5 separate regions of the Mus musculus genome follow, and all the other regions are linked to region 1. Evidence: chromatin contacts called from public HiChIP or PLAC-seq and promoter capture Hi-C data. All regions are on one chromosome and are shown on one strand. Each heading gives the region's core, a stretch centred on a gene start, on an enhancer-like site or on the middle of the called end of the contact. The rest is flanking DNA. Distances are from core to core; before and after follow the strand shown. Region 1 holds the start of Dap (death-associated protein). Region 2 overlaps Ctnnd2 (catenin (cadherin associated protein), delta 2). Region 3 overlaps Ctnnd2 (catenin (cadherin associated protein), delta 2). Region 4 holds the start of Cmbl (carboxymethylenebutenolidase-like (Pseudomonas)). Region 5 overlaps Ctnnd2 (catenin (cadherin associated protein), delta 2).

Evidence for each region. Promoter capture Hi-C pulls out the DNA fragments that hold promoters and counts their contacts. HiChIP or PLAC-seq counts read pairs in DNA pulled down with a chosen protein or histone mark. Capture Hi-C pulls out chosen DNA fragments and counts their contacts.
Region 2: a promoter capture Hi-C map of hippocampal neurons shows a contact between it and region 1, with 2.4 times the contacts expected there. The contact joins the enhancer-like site here to the promoter of Dap in region 1. A contact is called at or near these places in 2 of 39 promoter capture datasets (cranial neural crest and hippocampal neurons) and 2 of 115 datasets of contacts at active chromatin or transcription factors (SST interneurons and embryonic stem cells).
Region 3: a contact with region 1 is called in an H3K4me3 HiChIP or PLAC-seq map of neural tube, with 5 times the contacts expected there. The contact joins the enhancer-like site here to the promoter of Dap in region 1. A contact is called at or near these places in 7 of 39 promoter capture datasets (the 3T3-L1 cell line, 3T3-L1-derived adipocytes, Sertoli cells and 3 more), 1 of 15 datasets of contacts at CTCF or cohesin (the NIH/3T3 cell line), 1 of 484 Hi-C or Micro-C datasets (cerebral cortex), 9 of 115 datasets of contacts at active chromatin or transcription factors (the SCID.adh cell line, bone marrow-derived macrophages, embryonic stem cells and 5 more) and 3 of 9 other capture datasets (adipose tissue, embryonic stem cells and pancreatic islet).
Region 4: a contact with region 1 is called in a promoter capture Hi-C map of adipose tissue. The contact joins the promoter of Cmbl here to the promoter of Dap in region 1. A contact is called at or near these places in 3 of 39 promoter capture datasets (liver and pre-B cells), 4 of 484 Hi-C or Micro-C datasets (B cells, CD8 T cells, centroblasts and 1 more), 7 of 115 datasets of contacts at active chromatin or transcription factors (the 230-238 cell line, bone marrow-derived macrophages, embryonic stem cells and 4 more) and 2 of 9 other capture datasets (adipose tissue and liver).
Region 5: a contact with region 1 is called in a promoter capture Hi-C map of hippocampal neurons, with 4 times the contacts expected there. The contact joins the enhancer-like site here to the promoter of Dap in region 1. A contact is called at or near these places in 3 of 39 promoter capture datasets (cranial neural crest, embryonic stem cells and hippocampal neurons), 2 of 115 datasets of contacts at active chromatin or transcription factors (embryonic forebrain and large pre-B cells) and 1 of 9 other capture datasets (embryonic stem cells).

Annotation. Positions count from the first base shown.
Region 1 is chr15:31,222,877-31,227,321 of GRCm38.p6, reverse strand. It overlaps Dap (death-associated protein), which reads right to left and starts at 2,937. Exons shown (of 4, transcript NM_146057.3): 1 at 2,739-2,937. The coding sequence starts at 2,793.
Region 2 is chr15:30,825,826-30,830,328 of GRCm38.p6, reverse strand. The region is part of intron 11 of Ctnnd2 (catenin (cadherin associated protein), delta 2); the gene reads right to left. Among named protein-coding and RNA genes, the nearest start is that of Gm52177, 100 kb to the left of the region's middle. Within about 2 kb of position 2,713, at least 19 of the 459 cell types and tissues checked have an H3K27ac peak or open chromatin away from gene starts, as enhancers often do. A contact at or near this core is called in hippocampal neurons, where this site is marked.
Region 3 is chr15:30,924,155-30,928,989 of GRCm38.p6, reverse strand. The region is part of intron 17 of Ctnnd2 (catenin (cadherin associated protein), delta 2); the gene reads right to left. It overlaps Gm52177 (a long non-coding RNA gene), which reads left to right. Exons shown (of 2, transcript XR_003951490.1): 2 at 1-58. Among named protein-coding and RNA genes, the nearest start is that of Gm52177, 6.3 kb to the left of the region's middle. Within about 2 kb of position 2,964, at least 8 of the 459 cell types and tissues checked have an H3K27ac peak or open chromatin away from gene starts, as enhancers often do. A contact at or near this core is called in neural tube, where this site is marked.
Region 4 is chr15:31,565,603-31,570,346 of GRCm38.p6, reverse strand. Cmbl (carboxymethylenebutenolidase-like (Pseudomonas)) reads right to left here and starts at 1,514. Exons shown (of 6, transcript NM_181588.4): 1 at 1,408-1,514.
Region 5 is chr15:30,739,126-30,743,688 of GRCm38.p6, reverse strand. The region is part of intron 9 of Ctnnd2 (catenin (cadherin associated protein), delta 2); the gene reads right to left. Among named protein-coding and RNA genes, the nearest start is that of Gm41283, 58 kb to the right of the region's middle. Within about 2 kb of position 2,793, at least 17 of the 459 cell types and tissues checked have an H3K27ac peak or open chromatin away from gene starts, as enhancers often do. A contact at or near this core is called in hippocampal neurons, where this site is marked.

The sequences.
Region 1 (4,445 bases), core at 1,688-4,187:
GGAAACCAGAAGAGTAGGAGACAGTAGGTGGAGGAGCCATGAGGGAAACGGGGGCCCTGTAGGGACAGGGGAGGAGGGTCGTTAAAGAGAAAACATGAGAGCGGACAGCAGAAGAGCGGTGAGAGGATTTTATTATTTCCAATGAAAGATTTAAGCACAAGACTGGTACACAGCTTAAGCACTTAATGAAAGTGTTCCCAAAGTTTTTAAGGTGGTCCCTTTGACTTATGAACTGTGTTCTTGGCAAACCTTTATTCTTCGTGACTAGTGGGTGGCCGTTTCTTCTTTTAAAAAATATTTACTCTCCAGCACTGCTATTCTCTGGTGCTGCCAGACAGATAAAAAGCACCCTATGGCCTCCCTGACACAAACAGGCAGTGCCCTCGGTCTTTTTTTCTTTTTAAGATTTATTTTATTTATATGAGTATACTGTAGCTGTCTTCAGACACACCAGAAGAGGGCATCAGATCTCATTACAGATGGTTGTGAGCCACCGATTAGCTGCTGGGAATTGAACTCGGGACCCTTGGAACAGCAGGTCAGTGCTCTTAACCACTGAGCCATCTCTCCAGTCCCTGCCCTCGGTCTTCTGTGGATAGGGAGAAACATGCACACTAGGGGCACTGCTGAGAACCACTGCCTTCCCACCCACCCCTCTGGGCTCACAGGTCTAGCTGGCCTTGGGATATGCAGCATGTGACACTGACAGCTACTCTCCCGCCAGACTTTTGGGTCAGGTAAATGACCTAAGGTCACCTAAATTTATCTGTTTGATTAACTAGAGGAACAAACAGAGGCAAAGAAGCAAGAGATACAGCCCCAAGGCTGGGCCCAGCCGCGGGTGGCTGACAACCCCAAGGCTGGCCCAGAGATCCACCGTCAGCTACAGCCTCTAAATTCAGGTGAGAAACGCAGAGTCCCAGAGGAGCCCAGCGGTGTTCCTCAAGACTCTAACAATGTGCGCTCGTGGCTCTCTCTGCAGGCACAAACAATGTATTTCATTTCCAACCCAAAAGCCTGTTTACAAACTAAAGAAAAATCAGAACTCTCATGTCAAATTTCCCCCATGTGTGTTTTTCTTCCTCCGATCCTAAGATGTCCATGTGAATAGTCTCTACATGTAATTTAATTAGTGCTATTTTGACACAATGCCTTTCCAACAGCACACACTAATGAACTCCTTATCTTGGGAGAATCAGTCATGTGATCCTACTGTGCAGGCCACACCAAGCAGCTCAGAGCCTCAGGCAGGTAGACACAAACTACTCCTTTAGGAATTAAAGGTCAAGGTGTTCCTTAAAGGAAATGTTTGCTGTTGTTGTTTTGTTTATGTTTTTTTAGTAGATTTTTTTCATACAATATAGTCTGATTATGTTTTTCCTCTCTCCAACTTTTCCCCCAATTCCTACCCACCATACCTCTCTCTCTCTCTCTCTCTCTCTCTCTCTCTCTCTCTCACACACACACACACACACACACACACACAGAGTCCACAAAACCACAAACCAAAATACACAAGCAATACACTAGTAAGATTTTAAAAAATGCTCAAAGAAAACCACATGAGACAGGAAGTCTACAAAAATACCACTGAGTTCGTTTTGCGTTGGCCATCTATTTACTGGGGCATAGGGCCTACCCTGAAGGTGGTTTAATATACTCAGTGAGACGCCACTGGCGAAGCAAGCCGGTACCCATTGCGGACAGACTTGGTTAGGGATAGGAGCCAGTATCTTAAAGGTAATCTTTCCACAAGTTAATTTGTATTGTAAGAAGTGAGAATTGAACCCAGAGCCTTCCATACTCTAGCATAGTATCTTACACTGAACACAAAGACTCCCGTAGCTATAACTCCTAACCCCAGTTAGGCGAGTTGAGAAGCACTGTCATAGTGAATCAGCTTTGAAATACAGCATACTTTAAAGGCAGTTTCCTCTCTCCTCCTGTTCTCCAGTGGGGCCAGCAGCTGGAGAGTCTAAGTTTTTACTACAGAAAGATGGTACAGATGTGTCCCTACCCCACACAGTCCTCCAAGGTCTGCAGGGAGATGCCCTGGTTTTATACCACAGGAGACTTGGCTTCTAGGACCCACGGTTTCCAGGCTGGCTCTCTGTGGTGCTTCCACAGGTATCTCTGCCACCAGAAAGGGCAGTAGAAATGCCAACTCCTCCAGCCATGGAGGAACAAACAGGAACTGAGTGGAGGCGGCTGCCCAAGGCACACAAAGGTTGCTCACCATTTCCTAAGAGAGGTGGCTCTTTACTGGACTGAACTGCCAGTAAAAAGAAGTTTTGGCTCAGAAGTTCCGGGTTTGCTTTAAAAAAATACCGTTTTAACCACTTTCAAGAGGGAGTTGGATGCGAAAATTAAATGAATAAAGGAAGTCATGCCGGGTGATTAATGATCATAATTATTTCCGCTTCTTTGGTCTGTCAGTGTGAAATGCTGTCAGCCCACGATTAATCATCATGATACAACACTACCTTTTAATTGTTGGGGGTCTCCCACGCAAACATCTGTGCAATCTCATAAAAACTGCCTACTTTTGAGTTTTGACTTGTACAACTAGGGTGTCCCCGCCGGGGAGGGCTGGATCCCGCGACCCGCTCACCTGCACCCCGGGCCCGCTCACCTGCGCGCCTGCGCAGCACACAAGCAAGGGGCACCGGGGCACTGGGACCCCGATCCTGCCCTGTCCCCTCCCGGCGCCCCAAGACATAGTGCAAACCAGTCAGTACCGGCGGGCGGGTGTCCAGCTTTGGTCTCCAGCTTTCCTTCTGGAGGCGAAGACATGGCGCCGCTGGTTTTCGGAGGGGCGACGGCAGCCGCGGGGTGGGCGTCAGTGCGCGCGCGAGGACTCGGGGGAAGGCGTGAGGCGCGCGCTGCTCGGGAACGCGCACTGCCGCCCCGGGCAGGGGGGCGTGGCTCCAAACGGCTGCGTGGCACGGTCCCGCCCACCCGAACTCTGTGAGCCGCCTCGCCTCGCCCCGCCCGTCCTTGTGGAGCATGCGCAGCGGCCAGCGCCACGTACGACTCCAAGGCTATTGTATGGGAAGGATGACAGGGCGCGTGTGTACGTGAAGGGCGGGGCGGCCCTGCGACCAGCGAGGGGCTGGACCCGTGGTGCGTGTTCACTAGCCAAGCTGTCACTGAGGGAAGCGTAGCCTGCTGGTGGTTCGAGACCCCAGCGCGGGGTTTCGTTCAGAGATGGCAGCTCCTGGCTCCTTGGCTCACTTTGCAGCAAAACTTATCCGTTACTCTCTAGAACTCGCAGCTCTGCAAGATCAGCAGTCTTCTATCTTTAGAAAAGGGCCTGCCACCATCCCTTCCAGGCTGCACACGGATCTTAGACGACCCAGCTATTAAAAGAGGCAGGGTGCCACACCTCTCTACTCCTTCCTTACTCTCAGAACCTCTTGACTGATCTCTCAGAACCTCTCCCTGACCCCAGGCTGCCAAATCCGAAGGTCACTTGTCCAGTGCCTTTGATCTCGTAGGAGCACTGCAGACAGCTCTGGATGTTCTTTAGCTTTAGGGACGCCATGTCTCTGCCTTGTCCAGACCACCGTGGCTGCCATTCGGCTTGGCAAGCTTCTCTGTAGACTTGTAAATATTTGTATCTCCCGTGCATCATCCTTGGCCCTCTTCCCTACACGTTCCTGGGGTGCTTTCCACTGTAATGATGTTGGCGTCTGAGTAATTCATAAATTACTCAGAATTATTTAGCTCGCGGTTCTCAAGAGGCAAGTGGTTTGCAGGCTTGCATAGAAACAATTTCTTAGTCGAGGAGGTTTGAAGCCCTTGTGGCCATCAAATGCAACCTGTAGCACATACAACCCACAAGGCTTTTTTCGTGACAGGGCCTGGCAAACTAGCAGCTCATTGCTTATGGCTCCTTGACCCATATTGGTTGTTCTGATCCTTCTTTAGTGGGACAGGCCAGTTCTTCTGGTCTTGGCATCTGCTATTCCCATCACTGAGCACTGATTCCTCCAGATATCTACATGACTGACTCCTTCCTATAGTACAACCAGCTTGTGAAGTCAGCTGACCTGTGGGATCTGAGAATGTAGCCAAGGTGCCCGGCTCATGTTTCTGTTCATGTTTTTTACTGCCTCCATGCGATCAACCTCATCTGGCCGTCCTTATTTCTCTCTGCTCATTTACTGGAATTCTCCATGGACTGGACTGTCAGCTCCATGGAAGGAGAAGCCTGGTATATGGTTTTCACTTATATTCCAGGCCCTTAGCCATGGCAATCGCAAAAGACCCATATAATCCTGGAACAGAGAGGCAATGGGTCTCCTACAATGTTGTCTTAACAGAGAGCAACAAATGGGGCCTACACAGAAAATGGAGTGGATGCTTAGGATATAATAGTATATTCATTCACTTTCACTTGTGGAGGAGGCATGTGGGTGGGTGTGGGCATGTCCAGCCCAGTC
Region 2 (4,503 bases), core at 1,464-3,963, 400 kb after region 1:
AGAGGATGGGGAGTGTCAATCAGAGTATACTCTGTACATGGATACACTTGTTAAAGAAGTTGAAAAGAAGATGCCATTGTGTCATGATATGGAACTTCATGGAACCTCTGTCCTTCACTACACCTTCTGCCGAGGATATGGAGGGAGAGAGCAGAGAATGCTGTGCCTCTTCCTTGGCTAGGCACTTGAAGCCAAGAGCCTTCCCAGCAATGGCCCCACCTTTCTACAGTTTCCTGTCTTCCCATGCTTGGCAAACACTCTTACTTAGGAGAAACAAGCTGTCTGACCAGCCCTAAGTCAGCCCCGATCATACCCCAGGCAAAGAATCCTTTCATCAGATTATCTGGGAAATTCATGCTCATTTGCCTTTTTGCCCCCATTTTTGTCTCTACTGGGCTTGTGGTGAAAGTCTGAGAGAAGAGGCATATCCTCCAAAGGTTTCCTGTAAGTGCAGTCCGTCAGGCTATCATGATTAGTGTCTGGCTTTGTTTATTAAACACGCTTTTAATCACATTTATTTATAGTGGTGTGTGTGAGTGTTGTCTCACACTGCATGTTTGGATTTGGAGGTCAGAAGATAACTTGCAGAAGCAGGTTCTCTCCTTCTATCATGTGGGTTCCAGAGATTAAACTCAGGTCATCAGGCTTGTTAGAAAGCACGTTTATCTGCTAAAGCATCTCCTTAGCTTTTAGGTTGGTTTTCAAAGTTTACTTCTCCTTCTTCCTTCTACAAAATGAAGTACTACTGAAGTCCTGGCTTCTTAGCTCTAAGATCTAAGGTCTTTTCTCTTCTCTTCTCTTCTCTTCTCTTCTCTTCTCTTCTCTTCTCTTCTCTTCTCTTCTCTTCTCTTCTCTTCTCTTCTCTTCTCTCTTCTCTCTTCTCTCTTCTTCTCTCCTCTCCCCTCCCCTCCCCTCCCCTTCTCTTCTCTTTCCCTCGCCCTCTCCCTCTTCCCCTCCCCTCCTCTCCTCTTCTCCCCTTCCTTCTTTCCTTCCTTCCTTCCTTCCTTCCTTCCTTCCTTCCTTCCTTCTTTCCTCCCTCCCTCCTCCCTCTCTCTCTCTCTCTCTCTCTCTCTCTCTCTCTTTCTTTCTTTCTTTCTTTCTTTCTTTCTTTCTTTCTTTCTTTCTTTCTTTTTCTTCTCTCTTTCTTTCTTCCTTCTTTTTTTTTAAAGTCCAACAAATATTTTTGAGTAACTCCTATGTCTGGGACTTCCTTTTTTAGATTTTATTTTATTAATTAACTTCATGCTTTAGAGTTTTTAAACATGTATAAAATACTTCTAAAGACTCTTAAATTTTAAAGATGAAATCCCTATAAAACAGTTTACTATTTTGAAGTATACAGTTCAGAAGCATCATTCTCAGTGATGGGTATCACCCCTACCTAGAGAAGCATGCTTTTGTCACCCCTATCAAGATGTGACATTCAGGGAGGAGGCACTGTTCTGCAAGTGCTCAACTCAGAATTTGTTTCTCAGAGGTCAGAAGTAAGCAAACCAAGTTGTAGATTACGTTGTGTAGATTATACTTATGGGATAAATGTTTCAGTTAGCTTTGGGGACTGCATATCTGACTGGGCTAAGGGAGAAAGTGGGGGGAAATCAGACATTTGGGTGTTGAAAGATAGGAAGAAAGAGACATGGCAGGAAACTGTGGGCTCCAGGATGGGATGTTTTAAGTTTGAGATGCCTAAGTTAACTATCCAGGAGTGGTAGCAGAAGGCAGGTGCTGGGTGAGCCAAAGCACATGGCTAAGGACAGAAACGCAGAGGCCTCAGCACTTAGGTGGTACCTGGAGCCACAGGATAAAAAGAAATCGCAGAAATAGAGTTCAGACGAAGAGCCAACAGCTCAGGGCTGGTCCTTAGCATGTCAGCATTTAAGAGAGTAATGGTAAAGGCAGTTTGGCATCAGAAGAAAAGCATTAGAGAAGTTTCAGCTCTACAAACAGTTAGTCTTACAGTGGTATGGGTCTGAGATCTCCGCTAACCCTTCCGGTAACTTACAAGTGCTCAGAATTTTTAAAATAGAGAAGTGTAATAGAAAAGTATGTCTCCTTTTAGTGCGTATATGTTTGTATAGTTGGTACATGTGGTGAGTGTATGTATTTTTAATATGTATGTGAGTGTATGCATCTATGTGTGTGTATGGTGTGGGTACGTGTGTGAGTGTATTATGTATGTGTGTGGTGTTGGTATGCGTGTGTATAGTGTGTGGGTGTGTGTGGGGTATCGATGTGTGTGGTGTGAATCTGTGTGTGTGTGTGTGTGCGTTACTGGTGTGCTGTTTTGTTTGACTGTGATGTGTGCACTTGTTGGTGTGGATGTGCCTGTGTGCCTGTAGGGGCACCAGCATGGAAGGCCCCAGGCAGACATCATCGTCTGCTTGCTACCTTTACTTTTTGAGGCACGGACTGTGACTGAAGCTGCAGCTCATGGATTTGCAGAGGCCGGCTGACAACTCCGCAGATCCTTCTGGCTCTGCTCTGACTCTGATCTCCCCACACACTACTATGACAGGCAGCTGCCACAATGTCTGGCTTTCCCCAGGGCTTCAAGGGATCCAAACTCAGGCCCTCGTGTTTTTAGGCAGCCACTTTCCTAACTGAGCCCACAGATCCCTTTTATTATGTGCCTCCCCCTAAAATAAACCAATCCCACCGAAACTTGAGTTGCAATTGTCACTGCACACCATCTGGTGTAGGCCCATCAGTGGGCTGATTGAGGACAAAGAGATGCGAATTAGAAGGCTGATCATTACGTCAGGTTCTCGGAGACTATAAGCAGAACAAATGACAGGAGGGGAGAAAATCGCTTATTTTAGGCATTTTCTGAATCAAAGCAGCAACGACATGAGCAGAGCGTGGCCCAGGATGTATAATGACAAGGCCGCTATTATGACTGGAATGTAAAGTGTAATAGGATTTTCAGAAAACAATTTAGGAGAAGTGACAATCTTGCTTATTTAAATGCTGTGTGACGTTCAGTATTACTCCTCCAGGTAAATCACAAAATTGATAAAAAATGACTTCCAGAGATATTGTTGAATAGGCGGAACACATGTAATGCATTTATCTGTTGACTAACCCTCAGGTGCGTAGAAACGGTATTGTTTCCCAGGAACCAAAGAAAGCTTTTACTGAGCCATTATGCTGAAGTGTAGAGGCTCCGTGCTTTGTCTCCATCAAGAAGGCTTTTACAAGGCCCCTATTTTGGGCATTTCTTATTTCTCTGATATGGATAAGTAGACTGTATAATAATTTCAATTTATATTGTAGTTAATCATTATCAAATTTCAAGTGCATGCTTTGGTATATATTTTAAAGCTTTCTAAGACAATAAGTGCTACCTTATACCCTCTAACATTCAATTTAATACATGGCAAGGTTAAAACCTCCAGTGTAGGATAAAAGAGACAACACGGAAAAGAAATCCAGCCACAGATATGTAGAGTTACTAGGGCAGCCTCCTATAATCTCTTTTTGCTTAGCGGACACAAGTCATTTTACAGAAAGCAACACACATACTGCCTGCTCCTGTTTTTATATTCTGCACATAGTACCGATGTATTTTGATATCAACAAATATGTAGACATGTGTTCATTTTAATGCTTAGTAATGGTCTTTTGCATGGACAATATTACTGATTGGTTGACTGAGCTAGGAGGCAGGTTTTACTATGTAGCCTTGATGGGCCAGGAATTGGCTTTGGAGAGCAGGCTGCCTGTGAACAGGTCCATTTTAATCCAATCACATACTGATGGACTCTGAGCTGTGATTTTTTTTTCTTCTTACATCATTTCATACCATATCAACAATGTGTTTTAAATACATTTTATGTTTAATTCAACTTCATTGAGAACTTTTCTTAATATCTACTGAGTATAAATTCAAAAACTTTAAATGACTGGGTAAAGATCCCGGATACTTTAAATAGTAATAAATTGCCAACATGCTCCAAAGACATATGACAATTCAACCCAATAAAATGTTCACTGTGAGGTCTTTTCTAGCTGAACTAAGCAACTATTTTTACACTGGGGATTCTCACAGAATAGATGGTGTGAAAAGAATCTCCTTACTATAAAGGGTCTGTTTCAGCTACCTTCAGGTTGGTTGCTGGAACATCCCTTCCTAGTAGATGCAACTGGGACTAAACATATTAAACTGAAGAATGGTGGAGCCACCGAACAGTTGAGAAAGTATTGAAATGATGTGCAAAACTATTACTTTTTCTTTTCTTAATCTCTTTTTGGGGGGAACATTTGTCTATTGATATCTGTGCTCTATTTTTCACAGTGTTATTTAATTCATTTATTTTCTATAATTGACTCAACTTAAAAAAATAATCTATGGGTAATCTTTGCTATTTCCTCCAGACATGGTTCTTCCATTGGCTGAGCTGCTAATAACGAGCCTCTACAACTGTAAATACTATGAGAACACAGGCTCTGAAAACAAATGCCACTGAATTTATAATATACAACTATCAATGGGTATTCACCAAT
Region 3 (4,835 bases), core at 1,715-4,214, 300 kb after region 1:
TTACCTATGTGAAACATTTCCAAGGGATGAGCCATTAAATTCCCACCTAATAAAATAATTTTTGACTCTTTGATTTATTTATAACTACCCTGCCAAGGCATTCTTATCTTCCAGACCCAGTCACCAACATTCTCCAATGAGAGTCCAAACTTCATTAACAGAGAAGTCATGGTTTCACAGGAAAGAGAAGCAGCCTTTGGGAGACTGGGTCCTGGGGGTTAGGGTACAAAATCTGAAGATGTAAATGTTTGGCTGAAGCGCAGAGCTCTCCTTTTGCTAGGATCTGGCTTTTGAAACCAAATTACTAATGTGAGGCAGCAGAGAATGTTCTCATAAATCACCCTGTCTGGAAAAATCAGATTTCTTCTTAAAATACTAATTGAAATTACACGTGTTTTAATTAAAACAACATCTGCCCTAGGCTGAAGAGCATGTTTTGGGATGCAGAGAAGGTAGGTTTCTAAAATGTCCTCAGATCTACTTAATAAAGCGAAGTTTATACTTTCCCAGGGTTAAAAGGGTACATTGCCTCCCGCAGTGTCTGGAGTTTCCCAGAGGCTGGAGACGTTCCCTGGACTCAAGAGATTAGTCAGGGTCAAGGGAACAGATGAAGAACGTGCTTCTTGTGTGATGTGACGAATATTGCTTGTGAGGCCTGCTTCCCAGAATGGAGTTAATGTGGCCCAGAAGCCTTTGCTACATCTGATCAACTGCCACAGGTTGGGGAATAACCAATGCATGCAGGCATACATGCATATATCTGTCTGAATTAGTGGACAGAACCTTGTAGAGCTCTCTGCTTTTTAGTTCTGCCAGGAGACACAGCACAACACCATATTCCAAACAGGAATTGCATGGTGACCAGGGTGTTTCTTAATTCTAAGCTTCCAAATTCACATAGAGTTTTCACAATGATTTCAAAGGAATCACTGTTACGGAGGCCACGACAAAGGTGCTGGTATCTGTTTAGTCCTCAAAAACATACATTTGTGACTTCAGGTTTAGGTAAGAACATATGTCAAAGTTTAGCTGAAAGTAAGTATTGCTAGGTTTTGAATTCTTTAAGTGCAGATACTGGTCAAAAATTCACTCATGGGATGGATAACATTTACAAGCCATGTTTCCCCTCGGATCAGCAGTAGCTCAATGGTGATTCCCCACCGTTTGTCTTCTGCACAGCAGCTCCTCCTGCAGGCCTCCAGAGAAAGTACACCGTCTCATTGCATAAAGATCTGGTGTACGGAGAGACGAACTTGTAATCCTATGGACTACTTCTGTCATCTCCTCATTCATTTTGGTTAAATACGGAACATTTTCTGTCATTCTTTAAAGATCGCCAGCATACTCTATTAAGTTTTTAGAATGGCCAAAAATATTTTTAAACCTAAATATTTAAAATAAATTGGGACAAAGGAAGAAAGTTAGGACAGAGTAGTCTTCCATTCCCACTGATGAAAGAAGAGAGAGACTCAAAACTGAAAGACGCGCAGTGGGTTTGCAGCCTAGATCTCATTATTGTGTGGAGTACGAGCTGCATTTGCCTGCTACCCAGGGAGGGCTTGTGCTCCACTTTTGTTCATTTTTAGGGACACATGGTAGGAAACAGCTCCTTGCTGGTTTCAAAAACAGCCAGCGGTGCCTCCTTTGCTGTTAGGACAGGCAGGGAGGCCTGTGCCCAGAGAGAAGCCCCATTGGGTGACAAAGAAAAAAGTTTAGCCAAAGCGAAGAACAACCAATATAGAAAGGTTGTGTTCTCGTGGCAACACCAGGGGGTGGTAATGTCAGAGAGCAAAGGGGTCCTGGCTCATGAAGTGATGGACACACTCTCCCCTTCAGTTCAGGGAGATGTGCCAGGGAATTAGAAAGATGCTGACGGCATTCTAGACCTGGCTTGCCTGCCAGAGATGTGGCCTGGAACCATCATCACTCAGGGGAGCCAAGTGAGATACTCTGTCACCATGCTTTGGGGATGCAGGTGCCCTGCCAGCACAGACATCATCGGCAATGGGCGACTCAGTCATATGTGGAAAGTGTTGTTTCCCACCAAATCCCAAATCTCATCTAAATGAGTCTGCTTACAATCATGGATTTGACAGGATACCTGCAGCATCTCCTCAAGTTCCTGGACTTTGTAGGTAAAGGCTGGACCACACAATTCCCTCCACTCATCCGTCTCCTCACTTGGGATCCTGTAATGCCCCTCTAGATCTACTCTTCATAATAAGTAACGTACTATTCATCCATCCATCACTGATGGATGAATATACTCAGCAAATGTACTCTGAGCGCCTATTACAGGCACAGAAAAGCTCCAGGCATCATGGAATATCAAAATAAATACAACTCAGGGGTGCACCCTGACAGATTATCCAATCCCAAGCGGTCAGCTTTATGCACATACAAACACTAGCAACATTAACTGGACTCAGCAGGTGTATGCATGTACAGCCATAGTAATTATAATTATTAAACACAAAAATTTATTAAACATAAAATATGAAAATAATTAAAGAATTTATTTGCAATAATAATAATTAAAGGATTTAATTATTATTAACATTAACTGGACTCAGCGGGTATGTGTACGCACAACAATAATAATAATTAAGGAGTTTATGGCCAATAATTTGGGAGGGAGTAGGGAAAGGACATGGGAGGAGCTGGAGTGGTAGAGGAAAGGGTAGGTATTACAAAGAAAATAATCATGTATAAAATTCCGGAAATAAAATTTAAGCTTCAAAACAATGAATAATTAAACATAACTCTATCCCTAACCGATTAATCCCTGCTTTAGAGCACATGTGAAAAGTTCTGAGTCAGGGAAGTAGCTTTCATCAGGAAGGGATACCCAAGCCGGGCTTCAAGTAACATGAGAGGTCAGGAGGTGCAAGCCCACATGTGCCTTAGGGACTCTGTTCTGTTGAGTAGTGAAGGGTGAGGACTATGGGCTCCATTGGGAACTGTGCAGTTCTGGGAACTGTCCAGTGCTGAAATAAGCTTCGAAATGGAACCATAAAGGGATGTGCTATGATACAGTCTTTTCACCGAAGCTAATCTCCCCCAACCCCCGACCCCAAACCAACCTTCATCACATAGAGGGAAAATTAACATTTCTGAATGTTGCAAAGAATGTTATGTATAGGCATTAACTTTAGCTGCTGTGCCCTGTCATTAGGAAGAATCCAGGACCTTTGTATATAGCACACTCAACCTCAGTTTGCAGAGACATATGCATAGTCATGGAAACAGCCCAATGGGAAGACAAGGAACACAGAGGCAGCTAGGCTCCAGACTGTGGTACTGCTTGCTTCTCCGTAGATGTAATGGACTAGTGTGACCGTTGCTTAGTCAACCACTTCCTAATAATGGAGCCCTCTGAAGATGATCCTTCCCTCGAGTGCAAATGTGGCTGTCAGCCCACTCTCACGCCAATTAAGGGGATAGCCCAAGAGAGCTGAAATTTAAACTGAGACCTCAGAACCAATGGTGGAAAAAAGCTGGATTCCTTCTGAGATTCTAAGGGCCCACCCTCATGCAACTACAACAGTTAAGGAGAAAATGAACAGACTTTTTGGCTGTTCATAAACATGGAATCCTTTTCTCTGGTTTGTGTTTCCTTTAATTTGTTCACTTAACATTTTTCTTAAATGTAACTCAGCTATCCACTCAGCCAATATTCATCAAGTCTCTCTTAGGGGTCACATACCATTGCAGACACACAGAATACATCAGAGAATAAGACAAGGCATCCATCCCTTATTAGCTCATTCCCCAGTGGAGGGGAAAGAAACAAGACCAGTAAGCAATGTTGCATACAGTGATCCTCATTGGCTTGCAGTTATGTCACAACAAGCCATTATAAGTTGACAGTATTGTAAGCGAATGCATTTACGACACCCAACTTACTGAACATCATAGCTTAGCAACATGGCACATGGCGGAACATGAGTTCTTTCCCCATGATTTCATGCCTGATTTGAATTTGTCACTTAATGCCACTACCCAGTATTGGAAGAGAATATGGTATGACACACCATCAGCATGAGATAAAATAAAAATTCAAAATTCAAAGAAGTTTTTTTTTTCTGCATGCATATTATTGTCGTAGTATCTTAATTAAAAGGCTGTAAGTGGAAACATCTTAAATAGGGACCATTGCTATTAAGAACCAGCCAAGGAAGGAGCTACTGTGGCTTGATGGATGGTGGTGCAGCATCTCTTGGGAAAGGGGCATCTGCTGCGGGGAGGACACAGTGTGTGGACACCTCAGAAAGAGGATCCTTTAAGCTCATGATCCCAGGTGATGTCACCGAAACTTTCAGAGACAACTGACAGAAGACACAAGATGGCCACACTAGCCTTTCTTTTTAGTTGTTCTTGGCTCAATGTCATCATTTCTTTCTCCTTAACATGTAAAGTGCTGTATAGCATTTCTCTACACAAATAATCATTTTTGACACAGTATTTAGAGCCAATTAGTTGACAAGAGTAAACTGTACTATCTCTTGAACATAATCTAATATGTTGGTAAATTCTACTCTTTTCATTCACAAAAAGTTACTGTGTTCATCAACCCTGTAGGTTTGGTGCTTTCAAGCCTGTTTCTGAATGGCTGCTTCCATTTTCTAGTTGGTGACATCTGATAGCAATGGCTTAATGGACAATATGGAGCTTCAAGTCCTCCATGCTCAGAGGGACCCCAGGATAACAAGCATCAGAGAAAGAAGGGATGCCCATGAGCCAGAAGGCAAATCAATAGTTCACTATTTTGTTATATATTAATCCGACTAAAGAAATAAAACACACAACTGCAAAATACGCAGTGCTTAGCATCC
Region 4 (4,744 bases), core at 265-2,764, 340 kb before region 1:
GCTGGATCTAAGTCTGCTCTTTGTGACATCTTTCTCGAATCAGCTAGAACATCAGTCCCCTCTGTCGTGACTACCATAAACCCTCGGCTGTTTACACCTGGATGAATGTTCACCTTTTGTGGAAGGCTGTCTTTTAGGAGCAAAACTCTATCACTTTCCCTGCCCCCTGGAAGTCAGACACAGCAAGAAAGCATGTCTCAGAGTACAGATTTCCTGATTTAAAGCTCTGAGGATTGGTGTAGCTCAGAAGTCAGATCACACAATGAACTTGTCCAAAAGAAGTATATATATATAGAGATAGATAGATAGATAGATAGATAGAGAGCCTTAACAAGCTCAGAGTGCACAAACAAGATTGCAGCAGGAAGTACCTGCAAAAAGGAGTCACAGACATGGGCTCAGAGTACAAGGGCAAGTTTGATCCTGTAGAAAGCTGGTGTTTAAGGAGGGAGGGGCTGGCAGCCTGCCAGGTTAAAGGTTGTAGAAACTTCACTGCGCCTGATTTTGTGTCCTGCCCTGAGGAAGGCAGAGCCAACTCCTAGCCTTGAGTGATTCTGCTGTTCCCTCCCCCAAGTACTTAGTTTTCCTGACCATGTGCACGGTCTGCAGCAGGTCCACGGTTTGGACAGCGTTAGATAGAAAACTAGACCTAAGCGGCACATAGAGACCTCTTTAATCATGCCAATCACTGCCATGCCTTTGGTCTGTTCTCTCTGTTGCAGGCCCAGCAGGCTGTCCCGTGGTGTGTGTGTGCCCAGGGCTCCATTCTGACTACCTTGTTTTAAACGGACTCTGGGGACAACAGGTGTCCTTTTCTGTCAGCAAGTGGATATAAACTGCATCGGCCAGTCTCTTTAGGACCTGGGCCAACCCCAGTGGCCATGGAGTGTAAAACCACACTGTCTTGGCAAGATCCACCCACCATCTAGGATGTCATATTCTTATATGACAGCCTGTCTTTGCTTCTATCCACCCAGAAGAACTGTTGCCAGACGTGGGTACTGAGTTTAATGCAAATATGCTCAGTTTGTTCATGATTCCATCTTCACAAAACAACAACAACAACAACAACAACAACAACAATATAATCAAAATGCCCAGCCTAAAAATAGTATTTAAGGTCAGGGAAGAAGGGTTCTTCTCAGGGACGTGAGTTTGACTACAAACTCTCAGCTGTTTTTAAAAGCAAACATCTGAATACCTACAGAAAAATATCCTCAGAAGTCAAGGGTGGGCACCTAGGGCTGGCTGTGGTCCTTGCCATTTTTGCCAGGACAGTATATATGGCAGCTCATTTTGGAAAATGATCCTGGAAGCGCCTCACATCTGCACCAGCAAAAGCCCTTTTCCTGCAAAGCCACAGGCAAGGTCCAGCAGGTTTGTCTGTCCCCAGCGACCAGCACCTACCTTGTCTAATGGTGAAGAGCAAGTCAGCAGGAGGCAGACGCCCTGGAGCTGACCCGGTAGGGAGGGACATGCAGAAGAAGGGAGGAGTCTCAGTCTGCACGGGAAGTGGACACTGCTGTGGCAGTGTCCTGCATTCCCGGGAAAAGCCGGGGGAGGGGCAGGTCCGCAAGGACCGCGAGAAGGGGCTGGATCCTGGCTCCCGGATGGAAGCAAGAAGGCAGGGTAGGAAGAGTGGTGATAGGAGGGAAACAGAGGCCTAAAGAGGCAGGGAATGAGCCTGGCACTCTGCCCTGGGCCTGTCTACTGGGACGCATACTTCTCTGTGGTCAATCACAATCGGGCTATTTCAAGCACTAAGCTACTACATTTGTGTATTTACCCCAACTTACATATAATCTTCTTGTGGCTTGGGTGGTTTGTCTGTGAGGAAGGAAAGTAGTGAAAGAAAACGTTGAGAAAAGAAGATGGAGGCATCGCCCAGGGAAGAGCAATGAAACCAGTGTTAATTTTCCGGTGCTGTCTCTTGAAGATGTGGGTGCTGGCTCAAGGCCTAGCTCTGGGCAGCGCTTGTCCTCAGGGCAAACCAATAACATAAACCGTGCCTTTGCTGAGAAAGATGGATGAAATCTAAAGCCCACGAGCTCCGTTAAAAGTCTCAGGTGGGACAGGATTGCTCTCCCTGTTTCTGAAACTGTCAAAAAATGCATACAATGGAGTGGGGAAGCTGCCTCTTAGTGTTCCACAAAAGCAAAACATTTTCTCTAAGATGGAGAGGTGGGGGTTTTTTTCTGGTTTTTTTTTTTTTCTTCTTCTTCTGTTGTCTTGTTGTTTGTTTTGGTGCTTGTGAGGGAGGCTCAGTTGTGTTTTTGTTTTCACTTATTTTTTAACTTTTAAAATGTATTTATTTGTATTTTTATGTATATCGGTACATTGGTGTTCTGCCTACATGCGTGTTCACGTGAGTGTAGACAGTTGTGAGCTGCCGTGTGGGTGCTGGGAATTGAACCCAGGTACTTTGGAAGAACAGCCAGTGCTTTTAACCACTGAGCCATCTCTCCAAGCCCCTATTTTTTTTGTTTCATTTTATGTATATGGTCTCTTGCCTGCATGTATGTCAGCATGACTGGTGTCACCTGAGACCAGAGAGGGAAGTGGACCCCTGGAATTGAAGCTACACATCCAGATTGAACATGGCCAGCAGAAAAGACCGGGCCATGAGAGGAGAGAGAAAATAGAGTAGGAAGGAAGAGAAGAGAGGAGCAAGGAGGGGCGGGGCAAGAATGGAAAAAGCCAAGAGAGGGGCGGGGCAAAAGAGGAAAAAGCCAAGAGAGGGGCGGGGCAGGAGGGGCGGTGCAAGAGAGGAAAAAGCCAAGAGAACCAAGGGAAAGGGAAAAGAACCAAGAGAGTGCAGAGTCTGTAATGGTGGGGCGACATAGGAAAAGGAAGTTGCGGGAAGGGAAGCAGTCCCTATGATTGAGAGGTTTAGGTAGGGGCTGGGGTGAGAAGAGCCACAAGTACCAGTGAGCCTGGAGGGCTGTGTGTGCTTCGGTATGCTAATAGCCAGCCATTTGCCCTGAGTTTCTTTGGGACCTGACACATGCATGATGTATGTATGTATGTATGTATGTATGTATGTATATATGTATATGCACCATGTGGTTGTCTGATGCTCTCCAAGAGCTGAAGAGGTGTCAGATCCCCTGGACTGCAGTTACAGACTCCAGTTGTGAGCTATCATGTGGGTGTTGGGAACCAAACCTGGGACCTCTGGAAGAGCAGCAGGTGCTCTTAACCACTGAGCTGGTTTCCAGTCCTTTGGTTTTCTTTTTTAAGGAACAGAAATACATACAGTGTATTAAGGAGGAGGAGGAGGGGGAAAGGGAGGGAGGGAGGAGGAGGAGGAGGAGGAGGAGGAGGAGGAGGAGGAGGAGAAGGAGAAGGAGAAGGAGAGGAAGAGGAAGAGGAAGAGGAAGAGGAAGAGGAAGAGGAAGAAGAAGAAGAAGAAGAAGAAGAAGAAGAAGAAGAAGAAGAAGAAGAAGAAGAAGAAGAAGAAGAAATGGGAATGAGGAACCCAGAGGGGATAGGGAGTCCATGGGAAGATCATCAGAGTCAACTAACGTGGACCCCTGGGGGTTCCCAGAGATTGAACCACCACCAACCAAAGAGCAAGCATGGGCTGGACCTAGGCACCCACACATATGTAACAGATGTGCAGCTTGTTCTTCATGTGGGTCCCCTAAAAGCTGGAATGAGGGCCGTCCCTGACTCTGTCGATTTACTGTGGATCCTGTTCCCCTAACTAGGCTGCCCTGTCTAGCCTCAGTGAGAGAGGATGCAATGACTAGATGTGCCAGGGTGGGTTGATACCCGGGATGTGGGAGGCTGGGGGAGGAACTCCACCTTCTTTTAGGAGGGGAATGTGGAGGAGGGGCTGGGAGGGACCAGGAGGAGGGCTGCAATCAGGATGTAAAGTGAATAAATAAATAAATAAATAAATAAATAAGGAGGAGGAGGAGGAGGAGGAGGAGGAGGAGAGAACAAGCCAGGTGCTGTGGTTCATAGCTTTAATCCTAGAACCTAGGAGACAAAGTCAGGCAGACTTCTGTGAGTCTGAGACCAGCCTGGTCTACATAGTAAGTTCTAGGATAGCCAGAGCTACATAGTATGACCCTCTTTCAAAATAAGTAAGTAAGTAAATAAATAAATAAATAAATAAAATAAGAAAACATTTCTAAGGATGGGGGTGAACTAGTAACCAGGAGACAGAATGCTCAAAAGCTCTAAATGTTTTCAAGGACTGGGGCTGCAGCTCATTTGGTAGAGTGCATGCCTAACATGTGCAAAGCCCTGGGTTGGACTTCCCAGAACTGCATAATAAAATCAGGAATGCTGGTATAAGCCCTTGACCCAGCACTCAGGGGATGGGGGCCAAGAACAAGTTCAAAACCTTCCTTGGCTACAATGTCATGTTTGAGGCCAGCCTGAGTTACAGGAGACACTGTGCATTAAAACCAAACAAGTAACACTTTTTTGAGTCATCATTTGACATCTTTGAAACTGTGTAGACGAGGAAATAATAGACATGACTAATTACATATCATTTTTTTCTATTTGCTAAATTTAGCTCCTTAAGCATCAGTACTAGTCTCTGATTTAATAACACTGTTATTAATAGATGGGATGTTATAGTCTGAGGACTCGGCCTTGCCACAGTTTGCTAGCCTGTGGTGAGGGGATGAGTAGAGTGTAATAGAGAGGAGCCTTCTCCTGTACCTGGGCTTCTGGACCTTTCTCTGATTGAGGAAAGCCTGCTCTTCACGTCACTGAGGAGTCTTCG
Region 5 (4,563 bases), core at 1,544-4,043, 480 kb after region 1:
TTACAGTTATTTAACTCTGCCCCTGTGGCAGAAAAGCAGCCACAGACAGATGCAAACAAATGGGCCTGGCTTTGTGTTAATAAACCTTTATTGAAACAGACAGCAGGTGGGGCGGATTTGGCCAGTATACTGTAATTTGCTGACATAAGCTGAAGCTATCTGGGAAAGTTATATAGTGTTCACAGGGGAGGGAACTGAGATTGAAAGGCAAAAATCTTCTGTGAAATCATACAGCTTACACACAGTACTGGGCATCTATCAGCTGAACTCATTGGTGTAGCCACTCAGTCGTATGATCATCCAGGAAAGAACAATTTCCCACTTTGATCAAATGCATGTTCATTAACCAATGAACTTTCCAAAGTACTTCTGATATCTTTATTGTCCTCAGCAAAAGAGAAATTCAATGGCTTGTCAAAATAAAAACAAGTCCAGGCTAAGTTTTATCACGTCAGAAAAGAAATTAGTGCAAATGTCCTAAAGAACTGACAGACACTGCCAGAGAAGATCTAGGGAATGAGAAATGGAAGCTGATGGCTGGTCGTGCTTCAAACACTTTATGCATGAGACCAGAAGAAGAACGTGAGTGAGAGAAATAGGAAAACAGAAACTGAACAGATCATTCGCAAAACACAAACTACAAATGGCCAACGAGAAGGTGGGAAGTGTTCAGCATCCTTAGTCAACAGGAAAAACCACACTGGTACTGCAGTGAGGCTCCATCTTGCTCCGGTCTGAATGGTTATCATCGGAAAGATAGACAACAGGGGGCACTGTGAGCACAACCAGTATGGAAGTCAGTTTGGAGGTTTCTCAGTATGAAGAAGGAAGATCTCCCACGTTATATAGCTATGCTCCTCTTGGATATTCACACAGTGGAATCTAAATCATCGCCCACATAGATACCCTCACATTCATGTTTACTGCCACCCTATTTATAACAGACAGGTATCAGAATCAGTCTAGGTACCATCAACACATGGGGGTGGATAAAGGGAGGTGCGTGTGCACAGTGGAGAACCATCAACCCAAAAGGAGAGAAAGACGCCATTTGCAGGAGAATGGGTGAGACAGAGATCATCATGTTAACTCACAAAACAAATAGGACACTTTTTCTCATATGTGGAATATAGGTCTCTCCCCACCCCCACCTCTCCTCTTTGTCCTCCCTGCCCCCTGCAAACATACACTAAATGGGGAGTAGGATGCCAGAGGGCAATGGGGTGGATATGGTTACTATCTTGAAATGCATTTGCTTGTACAATGAAGATAGTCTAAACGTCTATTAAAGAAATCAGGAAAAGCCTGGTGTACATCTCCTGGACTCCACTGGGTTTCAAGCTGTAAAGCTAGCATAAGGACGTCTTTAAAGCTCAGTAGTATCACTAGAAATGGATATGCTTTCCCACAACGACGTCTCTTCTTTCCCTGCACAGGGGTCAACCTCTGCCAGCACTTACAGGTGTGGCCTTTTCTGTTGTCAGCACAAATGCTTTAAACAGCTGGATCTGTCGGATCTCTGTTCCCTTCATAGAGGAATTCCCCAAACTCCCCTTCAGTATTTGGCTGGATATCAGTCATTCTCAGAAGACATGTAAACATTACATTTTCTGATACTACTTGCAGAAACATTCATCATTCTCCCTATGTATGCTAGCTTTTAAAGCTTTCCTCTTAGTTAGCTGGTACTGGGGTGGGGCTTTCATAGTGCCACTTTACTAGTAGGTTTCAGAAATCTTTATCTGGCAGATATAGATAACTGATGTGCCCTTCATGTCAGCGCAGCAGGCCACCAATGCCATTCTTGGAACTGGTAACTTTGAAGACCACTTGGATTCTGTAGTCACATGTAAGTAGAATTTGTTTCTTGGAATACATCTTTGGCTGAACATTTGAAGTTGTGCCAATGGGTATTTTTCTCATTTCCATAATTATCAGAAATACGCACAAAAAAGCATAAAGCCTAAAAAATTAACTCCATAACCATACTTAGAACTTACAGTTGCTAATTGCCACAGCATGTAACTACCTTCTGTAGTGAATGCCACAGACTAGTGGAATTAAATTGATTAACCAGTCACCAGTGATTATTTTTTGTGCCATATTGAAACTGTGTACCCAAATGGATGAAGAACACTCACTGCAGGGTTTCCCCATACCTGGGCTTTCTGGGTACCTTCTGCCTGGGACCAAGCATCTTTAAAAGATGGAGTAACTGATTACATCTCTGCCTCCCCTTTACCTTTCACAATTAGCGGCACACTATTAACTTAATGCACATTTATCTACAACAATTCAAGTCAGACTGTGAGAGAATCTTCCTAGTCTATAATTACACTCCAGCATAATTAGCATAATTTCCACTGCACATATTTAATAAAGAAGCTGCCATCGCAGGTTGGCTTCCCATGTGGAATCTCTTCCAGAGAACAACACCAAGAGGAGACCAAGCCTCCTACTTTTAGCTGCCACGGATACGCCAAGCAGATCTGACACTGCTTTCTGTGAGCGATGAATCCTCATCATCGAAGAGGATGAGTGTGTGGGGATGGGGGGGGGGGGAATGGAGTTCCCCTAACAGGCCACTGTCTACCGAGGCACGTACAGCTGTGGGCCTGCTCTCAGTAGTTACAGTGGTGGCTAATGGGCAGAGAACAGCATCACTAGATGCTGGGAACTGACTACCTCCATCTGCAAACGCCAATACTACAGCTTCCTTTGGCTGTGCCTCTCCAGCATAGCCATGAGTGCCACAAACCCAGTCACCACCAGTGACCACTAGATGTCACCAGTCGTTAACTGAGACACAAATAAAGAAGCACTTTAAGAGATTTCTACCAGCCACCAGCTCTCTTGCGTGCGTACAGCCCCCTTGTGAGAGACTGATTAACAAAGAGAAGGATCCAACCCATTTGCTCAGACCTGAAATGTCAAATTCCCACCATGAAAATTTAAAAGACTGCATACATTTGGTACGTGTGTGACAAGTTTGTCCTGATAATAAGCAAAGCAAAAAAGAAAACCTGCGACATAAATGTCATGTTTCCCACGAACATTCTGTAAAAGGACTTAACAAAAAAGGGCTCTCACCAGTGGGGACATTTTAGCGAGATTCTTTCTTATGTCTATGGATTTAATACTCAGAGAAAACAAGAGACATTTTACTCTCACGGTGGTGAATGTGAAGTCGTGTACAAGAGAGAAGGAAGAAATCCCCATGGTGGGACAGAAAAATCCCAGTCCCTGCAAAGGAGTTATAAATGCTTGAGCAGTGGCTGTAAAGTTCCAGAAAATGCTGCTTTGAATGTCAGCATGGTCACCATTGAAGGTGGGATGCAGAGAAGGTGGACGAATTGGGTCTTCAGAGACATGAAGGGGCAACAAGAGTGTAGGTCTCCTCTGTGTCCTGCACATTGGCTCTTCCAGAGGCACTGAGAAGGTAAATCATGCAAATCCGTTAATGGCGACCAATGCACGCATGGAAGCATCTAGAAGAAACCACTAAGGCTTCAGTAAATGTGTGTGAGCATGCTCAGAGGTGCATGCGCATTGTATGCGGGTGTATGGGGAGGTTAAAGGTCAACCCCGGGCGTTGCTGCTCAGTGATGCTCACCTTCTTTTTGAGACAGGATCTCCTTTTTCCCTGGACCTCATCAGTTTGACTGGGGTCAAAAACCCTTTATCAACCAAGCTATCTTCAAAGCCCTAATAATTATAATTCTGAGGAATAGACTGAGTGAGTTAAGGAGTCAATTCTGTCACGTTTCTACTTCCTTAACTTTTAAAATGGCCTAGGAAGCACATATAAAATGTTACATAAAAGGTGCTATAAAATGATGGCCCATTGATATCATTATGATCTTTACTTTTTCTCACAGAAATACACTTCAACACTGAGAGTTCAGAAGCCTGTAAGCACTTGCATTGGTGGCCTGTCCTGGAAATTATTTTTTTTTCCTTTTAATATCCAATTTCCATGACACTGAGTTGTGTGTATTTTGACTCTTTTAAACATTTGCACTATTGCAAGTGCTTGCTAGCAACATGCTCACAGGTCACTGGGGAGAGAAACCAACTACGAATGTTTGCTTTCCTCGGTGATGCATTTCATACTCTACTGCTTTCTTTGAGCTTTAGTAAACATTTAATTTTAAAAAGTTATGTATATGTATATGTGTATATATATATATATATATATATATATATATATATATATTTGTGTATACACACACACACACACATGCATGCACACACATGTGCACATGTGAACCTAGTAGGATTTTTTCCATTACATTTTTTCTTGAAGTTTTGACATCCAACTATTCATGTGTATGACCAGAGACTATATGTATGTGTATGTGCATGTGTATGTATATGAACATATACACGCACACACACATACATACATACATACATAAACACATACATACAGTCTGCAAAGGGTAAATACATATCTAAAAAAAACACCTCTTGTTGGAAAGAGTTACTGTCTGAACTTGCTCTCTGCAGCTCCTTACAGAATGATTCTTACAGGAATAATCCCCATGCCCCACAAATGGCAGA